Linked DNA regions of Sus scrofa: regions 2 and 3 are each linked to region 1. The links are chromatin contacts, called in public HiChIP or PLAC-seq maps. All regions are on one chromosome and are shown on one strand. Each heading gives the region's core, a stretch centred on a gene start, on an enhancer-like site or on the middle of the called end of the contact. The rest is flanking DNA. Distances are from core to core; before and after follow the strand shown. Region 1 holds the start of SIK2 (serine/threonine-protein kinase SIK2). Region 2 holds the start of FDXACB1 (ferredoxin-fold anticodon-binding domain-containing protein 1). Region 3 holds the start of DIXDC1 (dixin).

Region 1 (3,235 bases), core at 710-3,209:
CTACGGAAAAAGTCCAAGAACAATGCAATGAACTACCATATACCCTTTATCTAGGTTTCACATTTTGTCACATTTGCCTCATTCATCTTTGCTAAACCATTTGAGAGCAAGTTGCATATATCAAAATTTTATCCCTAAATACTTCAGTATGTATCTCTTAATAAGGGTATTCTTTTTTGTAACCACAGCACAATTATATAATTCAAGAAGCTTAACATTTAAATAATACTATGATCTAATATGCAATCCATATGTAAATTTTAACATTTGTCCTGAAAATATTCCTTTATAGCACTTTTCTCCCAACTACGGTCACACATTGCCTTTGGTGACATGTCTCTTTAATCCCTTAAATCAAGAACAGTTCCTCAGTCTTTTATGGCACTGATCCAGGCCAGTGGTTAGGTAGAATGTTCCTCAATTTGCATTTTTCCGATTATTTCTTTATGATTAAATTCAGAGTATGTACTTTTGACAGAAATACTACATCGGAGATAGTGTATCCTTCTCAGTACCTCACATGTCATTTTATCCCATAATTGGTGACATTAACTTTGATCATTTGGTTACAGTGGTATCTGTCACATTTTTCTTCTGTGAAAGTACTGTTTTTATCCTTTTATAATGAGTAAGAAATTTGAGGATAGTTTGAGACTAGAAATATCCCATTCCCTAGCATACTAAATGATTTCAACATCTATCGACAATTCTATCTGAATCAATTATTACTATAATGGTTGCGAAATAGTGATTTCCATAGAATGGCTGCAAAATGGTGATTTCCATAGAATGGAAATTTCATCATTTCTTCTATGTGTATTAGTTGACATTCCACCATCAGGAAGAACTGTCATTTTTTCCCCCGTATATTTATTTAACATTGTAAGAATAAGTAAGCACTCATGGAGTCTTTTTAAAAATTCATTGTGTTATAAACCCATTTCCATTATTCCTTCGTGATGCTCAAATTATCCCAGATTGTTAACTTCAAACTAGATCCGATTTCCTTCTGACATGTCCTTACCTTTCTTTGAAAATCTTGCTTTCTGGCATAAGACCTTTCAAGGGCATTTTATACTTTCCCTCTCCTTGTCTGGAAATAATGCTGTACCTGTTTCCTTGGATCACCATATGGAAGACTGGTGTGGTAATTTGCAACCCTAACTCTAGTATTACCTTGTGACTTTGGCAATTCCCTCATTCCCTGGGGGTTGATTTCTCACCTGAAAAAAAAATTGGATTAGAAAGTATTTCTTTACCTTTTCGAGGTCACCAACACGTTTGGGAATCTAATAACAGCTATCGCCCATCTTCCCAAAGCTGGAAGAGGCAAAAATTTGGACATATTTTTAGGGGTTCGGGCTCCAAATCCCTGGATTAGGTGATCTTCAAGGTCTCTTCAACGCTGACATTCTGTGAATCTATAAGCATCGCGCTGCTGTCAGAATGATTCCCCAGAGACATCAAATTTGGAGGGATTTATATAGAAACAGATGAGAAAAGGATATAAAAGAAAGGAGCCTGTGAGCAATGCATTGCTCAGCCACAGTTCTTTGCCCGTGCCAAATTTAGGACACAAAGTAGTCATAGGTGAGAGGTTTTGGCGGGAAGGTCTCCGGGTGGGTGGAGAACGCCGCGGCAACGGAAGAAGACCCCGGCCCGGCTCAGGTCGCTGCAGCCCTCCACTCCGCCCACCAGAGCTCGCTCTTGCCCTTCGGCTGGGTGGCCAAGTAACTGGGCGGGCCGGGAGGCGACCCCGCCCCCGGCAGCGGCGAGGCGGCGGAGGGCGCCGGAGCCCGGAAGGAACGCGCCGTCCAGGCCCCGCCCATCTGCCCTACCACCCTGCTGCCTGCCGCCCGCCGCCGACGTCGGCGGTGCTCCGGTCGCCATGGTGACCAATCGAGGCCCGGTCCCGCCCCCGCCCCTCTGCCCCGGCCCCCTGACGTCGGCGCACGTCAGCGGCGGCGCGCGCCTGGCTGGGCCCTGCTGAGCGGGAGGGACTGAGCAAGGAGCGAGCCGAGCGGCCGTCGCCCGAGTGGAGCCGCTCCGCCAGCCCGCCGCCCGCCAGCCTGCGCTCCAGTCCGCCGTGTCTAGCAGCGGGGCCCAGCATGGTCATGGCGGATGGCCCGAGGCACTTGCAGCGCGGGCCGGTCCGGGTGGGGTTCTACGAAATCGAGGGCACGCTGGGCAAGGGCAACTTCGCCGTGGTGAAGCTGGGGCGGCACCGGATCACCAGGACGGAGGTGCGGCCCGGGGCTCGGCGGGAGCGTCCGAGGCGAGGGTTCGAGAGAGGAGCTGCTGACCGAGAGGGGGGCTGCAGCGGGGGGCTGGGGAGCTTCGAGAGGCCGGGTCACTAGCTGAGGCGAGAGGGCCTGGGAGTGTGAGGACCCAGGAGGTCCAGGGGTCGGTGAGCGCCGCAGGGACCGGGGCCGGGTCACCAGGACCCGAGTGTCGTCCGCTTGGAACCCCCACCAGCCGGGGCTTTGCCTTCCCTAGGCCACCCCCGGTGGCCACACGGAATTTCTTCCAGGGCCTCCCACCCGGGCCGTGACCTGGTCTGTGGCCTCCGCTCTGGAGCCCAAGTTCCGCGTCTTCCCTGCTTTCAGCTGGGGGTGGGGTGGGAGGGGAAGTCTCTGTGCTCCCGTGCTGCGCGGAGAGAGACGTCGCCAGCCCCGAAGAGGGGACCGCCTGCGCTCGGACTCCCGGGACGGGGCTCCGCGCGGCCCCTGTGACCGCGGCGCCCCTCCCGGGGCCGCGCGAAAAAGGGGGCCGGTGGCCGGGAATGCCGGGACGGCCACTGCCCATCTTCTCTCCCTCCTTTTGCCCGACAGTCTCTGATTTGATGTCAGGCTAGCTTGATCCCTCGCCCGAGGCATTTCCATCTAATACTCCAGACAATAGAGCTGGTTGAAACGGTCATCTCTGCCTTTGCACAGTTGATAGGTTGGTCTTTCTCATCCTAGGTTATCCCTTTCCCAGGTGTGTGTTCTGGCTGTGAATTCGCGGTCCTTAAGCCACATCAGATTCTGCCTCTCTACTCATAAAGCCCTGGATTGCTTCCTGACGGTGAAGCCAGCATCCCCCCTCCATTGCACATTCTAATGCACCGCACATATTTTCTCGCAAGTCTCTGTTCTTACCTAACCCGCCCCCCTTCCTTTCACCGCCTCAAGCTGCTCTCCTCAGGGTCTCTATTTTAAGATGTGCAAATTAAATACTTTAGAAAAACGGTGGA
Region 2 (3,086 bases), core at 529-3,028, 260 kb after region 1:
AGTAAGAATTTAAATTCAGTGTTCAACACATAACAACAATGTTCAACAGAGTGTTATATAGCTGTGAATTTGCATTGTTCATCTACAGCTCATTGAAAAGTCAATGTCTGCAAAGTTCCTATAGGTGATTCAGTGATCAAGTTGGTCTCCTCCATTTAGAAAGTTGTTCTTTTCACTCCCCTCCTGCCCATTAAAATTCTATGCCTACTTCAAATACTAGCTCAAAATACTGCCTCTGTGAAAAGTTTCATAACAACTATGGGCCAAAGGGACCTGCAATAGTATCACATGTTTTACTATAACAGCATAAAGCACTGTTTAAAGTTCACAATAAGTTAATGAGGTAGTTACTGTCAATATCTTTAGTTCATGGATGAAGAAGTACAAGCAAGTGAGGATTAAATAAACTTAATAATAAACATCACAAAACTATTGAGTGATGGGTGGGGATTTGAGTTCAAAGCAGTTTGGCTCCTAAATCCATACTCTTGGCCATTACACTATACTGGCTCCCATTATTTTGTACTATCAAAAACAGATAATGCCTGGAGTTCCCACTGTGGCTCAGCATAAGGAACCCGACTAGTACTCATGGGAATGTGGGTTCAATCCCTGGCCTAACTCAGTGCGTTAAGGCATTGCTGTGAGCTGTGTTGTAGGCTGCAGGTGTGTCTGGGGATCCAGCCTTGCTGTTGCTATAGCTGTGGTAGGCCTGGCAGCTGTAGCTCCATTTTGACCCCTAGCCTGGGAACTTTCATATGCAGTGGGTGCAGCCCTAAAAAAGCAAAAAAAAAAAAAAAAAAAAGTGATACTTACTTTACAGGCTCAATAGTACATTATTTGTACTTTTATTTGGCATTTAGGGATTTAGGATCAAGTGTCTGGCCTTTCCAACAGTCTACTGTGGGTTCTTTTGAAGCTTTACAGTCTCTCTCAACCGATCATAAAATAACGTACACAGGTATACCGTATTTCCCAAACTAGTATGTTTGAGTGCAGCAACAATCCAATGTACATCTTAAACATTTTACTTTGAGTGCTTGCCTCTCCTCACCTCTGGAAAAACTTGGCAAGCAGTTCCCTGTTCTTAGCTACTCCAGCTTTGCGTCCACAGTGCGGAAAGTTAAAATAAATTCGATCAAACTCTCGGTCTTGCAGTTCAAAGGCATCCACCAGCTGTGTGCAGTCCACACCAAAACGTATCTCGGCACCTGGCGCAAAATTTAGACAGGACGATGTCTTAAGATGCCAGAACCAGAGAAAACCCCTGCCTATCCTGAATGCAGGTCTAGGCACACAGAGGTCTAAGTGTTCATGGTAAGACCAAGGGCAATCCCCAAGTTCCCCACGTGCCCACCCTTTCCAGTCCGGTCAGCGCCACGGCGGGGCGGGGCGGGGCGGGGCTTAGAGGAGGGGCAGAGAGGCGGTGGGGCGGGCCCGGCTACCTCGCTCGCGCAGGCGCTGCAGATTCTCCTGGGCCACCGGATCTTGGGCTAAGTCGGCCGGGCGCTGGAGGCAGGTGGCAGTTAGACTAGTGCGGGGATCCAGGGTCTGGTTCAGAGCAACGGCGAAGGAGAAATTCCCCTCCCCAACCAACAGGAGGCGCCGAGGGGCCATAGGCTCAACTTACGCCGGGCTCGCGTCCCCGGAGGCGCTCCCTTTTTACGTTACTTCCTTCGCCGGTCTCTAGAGCCCCCCCCCACCGGTCGCTGGCTGATGACGCATCACAGAGTCCGGTTGTCTTGACAAACCGGTGCAGCCACGTCCAAGGATTATAGCGATGAGAGCAAAAGCGAGACACCGGCCGTTCCGCCGCCCACTCTCTCACCCCCTCGAGCGTGTTAAATGCCTTTGAGCCCGACGACGGCCTTGAGCGACTTCGTCATTTCTGCATGAGGTCACAGCAGTCGCTAGCGCCGAAGGGGAGGCCGCGGGTTAGGAGAGTTCCAAGTGAAGGAAGCAGGGCCGGGGTGAGGCCAAGGAGAAGTTAGGCTGTGTCCTGCGTGTTCTTGACACAGAGGATTTAGTAACAGCCTTCATCTCATCCGAAATGTCTGCCACCCATTGTCACTGCTGTTCGGAATTTCTCCAGGTGCTTCTATCTCCTACCTTTTATTCATTCAAGAAATAGTGTCTTCAATGTGCCGGGCCTGTGGGGGAGGTTAGATATATGGAGGAACAAGATGTGGCCTAAGGTTTCGCGGAGCTGGTAGTCTGGTGGAAGATGCACAGCAAAAGAGGCAGTTTTGATTTAGTGGGATGCAGTGCTGTGAGAGGACTGATTCAGGGTGCTGTAGGAGCACGCACACCTTACTAAGTCTGGAAGTGAAGTGGAATCCCTGGATGAAGTGCACCTGAGCTGAAAGCTAAGGGAGGGGGGATACCCCTTACCTGAGTCAAGAGGAGTGAAGAGGCAAAAGGAACAATCTATGAACAATCATGATGGAGAAACAATAGCTGAGTTTAGCTGAAATGTGGTTGGAGGGAGAATGATAGATGAGACTGAAAAGTTAAGCACAGACCAGGACATATAGAGGTTGTAAGCCATTTTAACGCATGAGATTTTTTCTTTTTGTCTTTTTTTTTTTTTTTTTTTTGCTATTTCTTGGGCTGCTCCCGTGGCATATGGAGGTTCTCAGGCTAGGGGTCAAATCGGAGCTGTAGCCACCGACCTACGCCAGAGCCACAGCAACTCGGGATCCGAGCTGCGTCCGACCTACACCACAGCTCATGGCAAGGCCGGATCCTTAACCCACTGAGCAAGGGCAGGGACCGAACCCGCAACCTCCTGGTTCCTAGTCAGATTCGTTAACCACTGCACCACGACGGGAACTCCGACACATGAGATTTTTAAATAGGAAGACTCAATTTGTTCATTTTCAAAAATTCTGCTTTCCTATGGAGAAAGGATAGGAGAACAAGATTGATGGCAAGGAGATTAGGAGGCTACTGCATATCAGCTAGAGCTGGTATGAATTGAACTTGGCAGTGGAGATGGAGGGTAGTGGATTAATTCAAAATCAACAAGACCCAGTGATTGAATGGATGTAAGAAGTTGGAAGAGAAATCAAAGATAAGCCCCAGGC
Region 3 (2,974 bases), core at 297-2,796, 300 kb after region 1:
CATTCAACCAGCAACAGCCATTTAACACCTTGGCTGACTTCTGTTTCCTGCTTGCTGTGGTCAGAGGGAGGTGTGTCTTTTCTCAGAAGCATCTTTGTGTTTAGCAGCTTTAGACATTCAGGCAAGATGTAGCCAGTTCTGGCCGTTCTAAGTAAGGACGTTCTTCTCTAGTGACCCGAGGATGAGGTTAGGTTGAATAAAAGCCATTACTGACTTTTCTCGCTAAGGTACTAATGGGGATTTGAGGAGGGAATCTGTGCCTTTGGAAAATCACTCCTGTAGAGTCCTAACTTCTGGAGTTCCTGTTGTGGAGCAGTGGAAACAAATCTAACTAGTACCCATGAGGATGTGGGTTTGATCCCTGGCCTCGCTCAGTGGGTTAAGGATCTGGTGTTGCTGTGAGCTGCAGTGTAGGTCACAGATACGACTTGGATCCTGCATTGCCGTGGCTGTGGTGTAGGCTGGCAACTGCAGCTCTGATTGGACCCCTGGCCTGGGAACTTCTATATGCCACAGGTGCAGCCCTAAAAAGCAAAAAAGAAGAAAGAAAAAATAGAGTCCTAACTTCTCAAACAGTCTCTCACTAACCAGCTGTGTCCTTGGGCAAGGCCTGACCTTCTCTGAGCCTTAACACCCAGTAAACCCTTCCCTCCCATCTGGGATCACGAGGTGTAACATAATATGGGTGTTCTTTCAGCTTCCAGTTTTCCTATAGAAACAAGAGTGTGCACCAAGGACACAGATGACTAGTATTTTTAAAAATAAATAATCAAGACTGTGACTGGAATAACCAGAAACAAAGGGGAAGAGCTCTCTGTTTGTTTGAGGAAGCTCTTACCTAACCCTTTCCAGTGCACCAGGACATTGTACAATTATTTTCATTAAAACCCATTTAATTAAGTTAAAACTCATTTAAAATATGGTTTCACATTTTAGCGCTTATTTTCAAAAGAAAGAAACTTTTTTGGTAAAGACTTCTTCATCCTTGGTTTACCCTTGATGTCCCTATTTTGATCCTGTGATTGGTTTAGCACCACTTTATTAAATGTACCCCAATAACATCAATAACTAAAGCGCTCTACCCTCTCTTTGTGTCTGTCCCTTCTTGATACCCCTTCTTTAGCCTAACCTCACTGTCCAGGCCCCATATGGGAAAAGGTTGCTGGGGGTTAAAAAGCTAGTCTGGGAGTAAAAATCTATGATTCACTCCCCTTCCCAGCCACCTTGCCTTGTGGTGGGGAGCTTGAGTTCTTTAGCCATCAGAGAAAGAGATAGAGAGAGAGAGAGAGAGAGGAGAGAGAGAGAGAGAGAAAGAGTGTGTGTGTGTGTGTGTGTGTGTGTGTGTGTGTGTAGGGCATCCACACGCAGCCATACCCCCTGTGCGTCCGTGTGTATTGGGGCGGGGGGCGGGGGGGCGCGCACGCTCCAGCAGCCCTGCTGTATGTGTGTGTCTGCAGCGCAGGCACATACGCCGCCGCTCCCCACGCCCGACCCCCGGCCCGGTGTGTGAGCGTGTGCGTGTGCGTGTGTGCGCGCGGCGCGGGGCTCTCCCTGACGCACGCCGGGCAGGGGGCCCCCAGCCAGCGCCCCTCCGCCTGGTGCGCGCCCAGCAGTTTCTATAGGAACCGCGACAGCGCGGGGCCCCTCCTGCAGATCCCCGGTGCGAGCATGCCCAGTGGAGGCCGCTAGTTTGGCCCGGGTCTGGGTTTCCAGTAAGTGGCATGCGGGACTCCGGAGACATCCCAATGAGCTGAGCCGGGAGTCTTTGTGTGCACGGGGAGGAGGAGGCGGCGGCCGCCGGCCCGGAGACCCCGCCCGGGGGGCCGGCAGGAACAATGCTAGCCTGTTTGACCCGGGGGAACTTACTGGACGTTCTGCAGGAGGGCTTCAATGAGGTAACTGCTCCTCCCACTCCCCAGCTCCCCCTGCCTTAACGCCTCCAGCCTCATCTCTGGAAGGGGTCCTCCTCCGCCTGCATCCTTACCGGACCCAGAACAACCCCCTGCAGAACCCCAAGCTAAGGTGGGGGTGGGTACAGTACAGAGGAGCCTGGTGAACCCGGAGGGATCAAAAGGGCCGACTGCTTCCAGCCAAGCTGGGCAATGACGTTCCCTGGTAGCTTGCCTGTGCCCAGAAGACAGGACCACGAATTCTGAGGTCATCTCCTTCCAGAAGAAGTGGTCTCATCCCTCTCTGGGCTTTGCCCGCAGGACATCCCCAGGGAAGCCCATGACTATATGGCAGAGGTGCTCCTTCTGTTTGAGGAGTAAGTGGGTGAGCCAAAGGAGGTGGCATGCATTGGTAGAAAGTTTGAGCAAGGGCAGGAGGAGTAGGTGGTCCGCAGGAAGTGCCCACTTCGTGTTCACATCACTTTCTAAATCCAGGGCAGTGCATTCCCCCCAACCACCAGCCTGCTTGGCAGAGGGACCTAAGAGGAGAGAGAGGTTTCTGGGCCTGATTCAGGGGAGCTGGGGTTTGCCCCTTTCGGTGTGAGAGGGGGGACCTAGGGCCTCAGTCGGACAGGCAGTGTGGGCTAGGGCTGGCGGACAGTCTTTTTCTCTTCACTTGCTTTTCTCTCAGAATTCTGGTGTTTATCCAGTTTTCTTTTCTAGTGACCCAGACCATTTGGGTTTAAGACCTTTGTCCCTTGTGGTTGGCTCCGATGTCCTCCATGGCTTCTGAGCCCCACCCGGTGGGTTGCCTTATCCCAGCATCCCTTACAAGGAGAGGTAGATGGTTGGTTGTCTTTCTTCCTTTCTCCCTCTTTTTCTTTCCACCTCTCCCTCTCTTCCCTTTATGGCGTTTTTTAAAGATTTTTTTTATTATAGTTGATTTACAATGTTGTGCCAATTTCTGCTGTACAGCATATTGACCCAGTTATACATATATACATCCTTTATCTCCTATATCTTCCATCATGTTCTATCACAAATGATTGGATATAGTTCCCTGTGCTATATAGCAGGACCTCATT

What was found. HiChIP or PLAC-seq counts read pairs in DNA pulled down with a chosen protein or histone mark.
Region 2: an H3K27ac HiChIP or PLAC-seq map of alveolar macrophages shows a contact between it and region 1. The contact joins the promoter of FDXACB1 here to the promoter of SIK2 in region 1. A contact is called at or near these places in 2 of 5 promoter capture datasets (fetal liver and liver), 1 of 47 Hi-C or Micro-C datasets (liver) and 1 of 2 datasets of contacts at active chromatin or transcription factors (alveolar macrophages).
Region 3: a contact with region 1 is called in an H3K27ac HiChIP or PLAC-seq map of alveolar macrophages. The contact joins the promoter of DIXDC1 here to the promoter of SIK2 in region 1. A contact is called at or near these places in 1 of 47 Hi-C or Micro-C datasets (liver) and 1 of 2 datasets of contacts at active chromatin or transcription factors (alveolar macrophages).

Annotation. Positions count from the first base shown.
Region 1 is chr9:39,366,596-39,369,830 of Sscrofa11.1, forward strand. SIK2 (serine/threonine-protein kinase SIK2) reads left to right here and starts at 1,960. Exons shown (of 15, transcript XM_021062772.1): 1 at 1,960-2,243. The coding sequence starts at 2,109.
Region 2 is chr9:39,628,209-39,631,294 of Sscrofa11.1, forward strand. It overlaps FDXACB1 (ferredoxin-fold anticodon-binding domain-containing protein 1), which reads right to left and starts at 1,779. Exons shown (of 5, transcript XM_003129851.4): 1 at 1,446-1,779; 2 at 1,055-1,211. The coding sequence starts at 1,617. It also overlaps a transcript of C9H11orf1 not described here.
Region 3 is chr9:39,664,908-39,667,881 of Sscrofa11.1, forward strand. It overlaps DIXDC1 (dixin), which reads left to right and starts at 1,547. Exons shown (of 23, transcript XM_003129869.5): 1 at 1,547-1,895. The coding sequence starts at 1,836.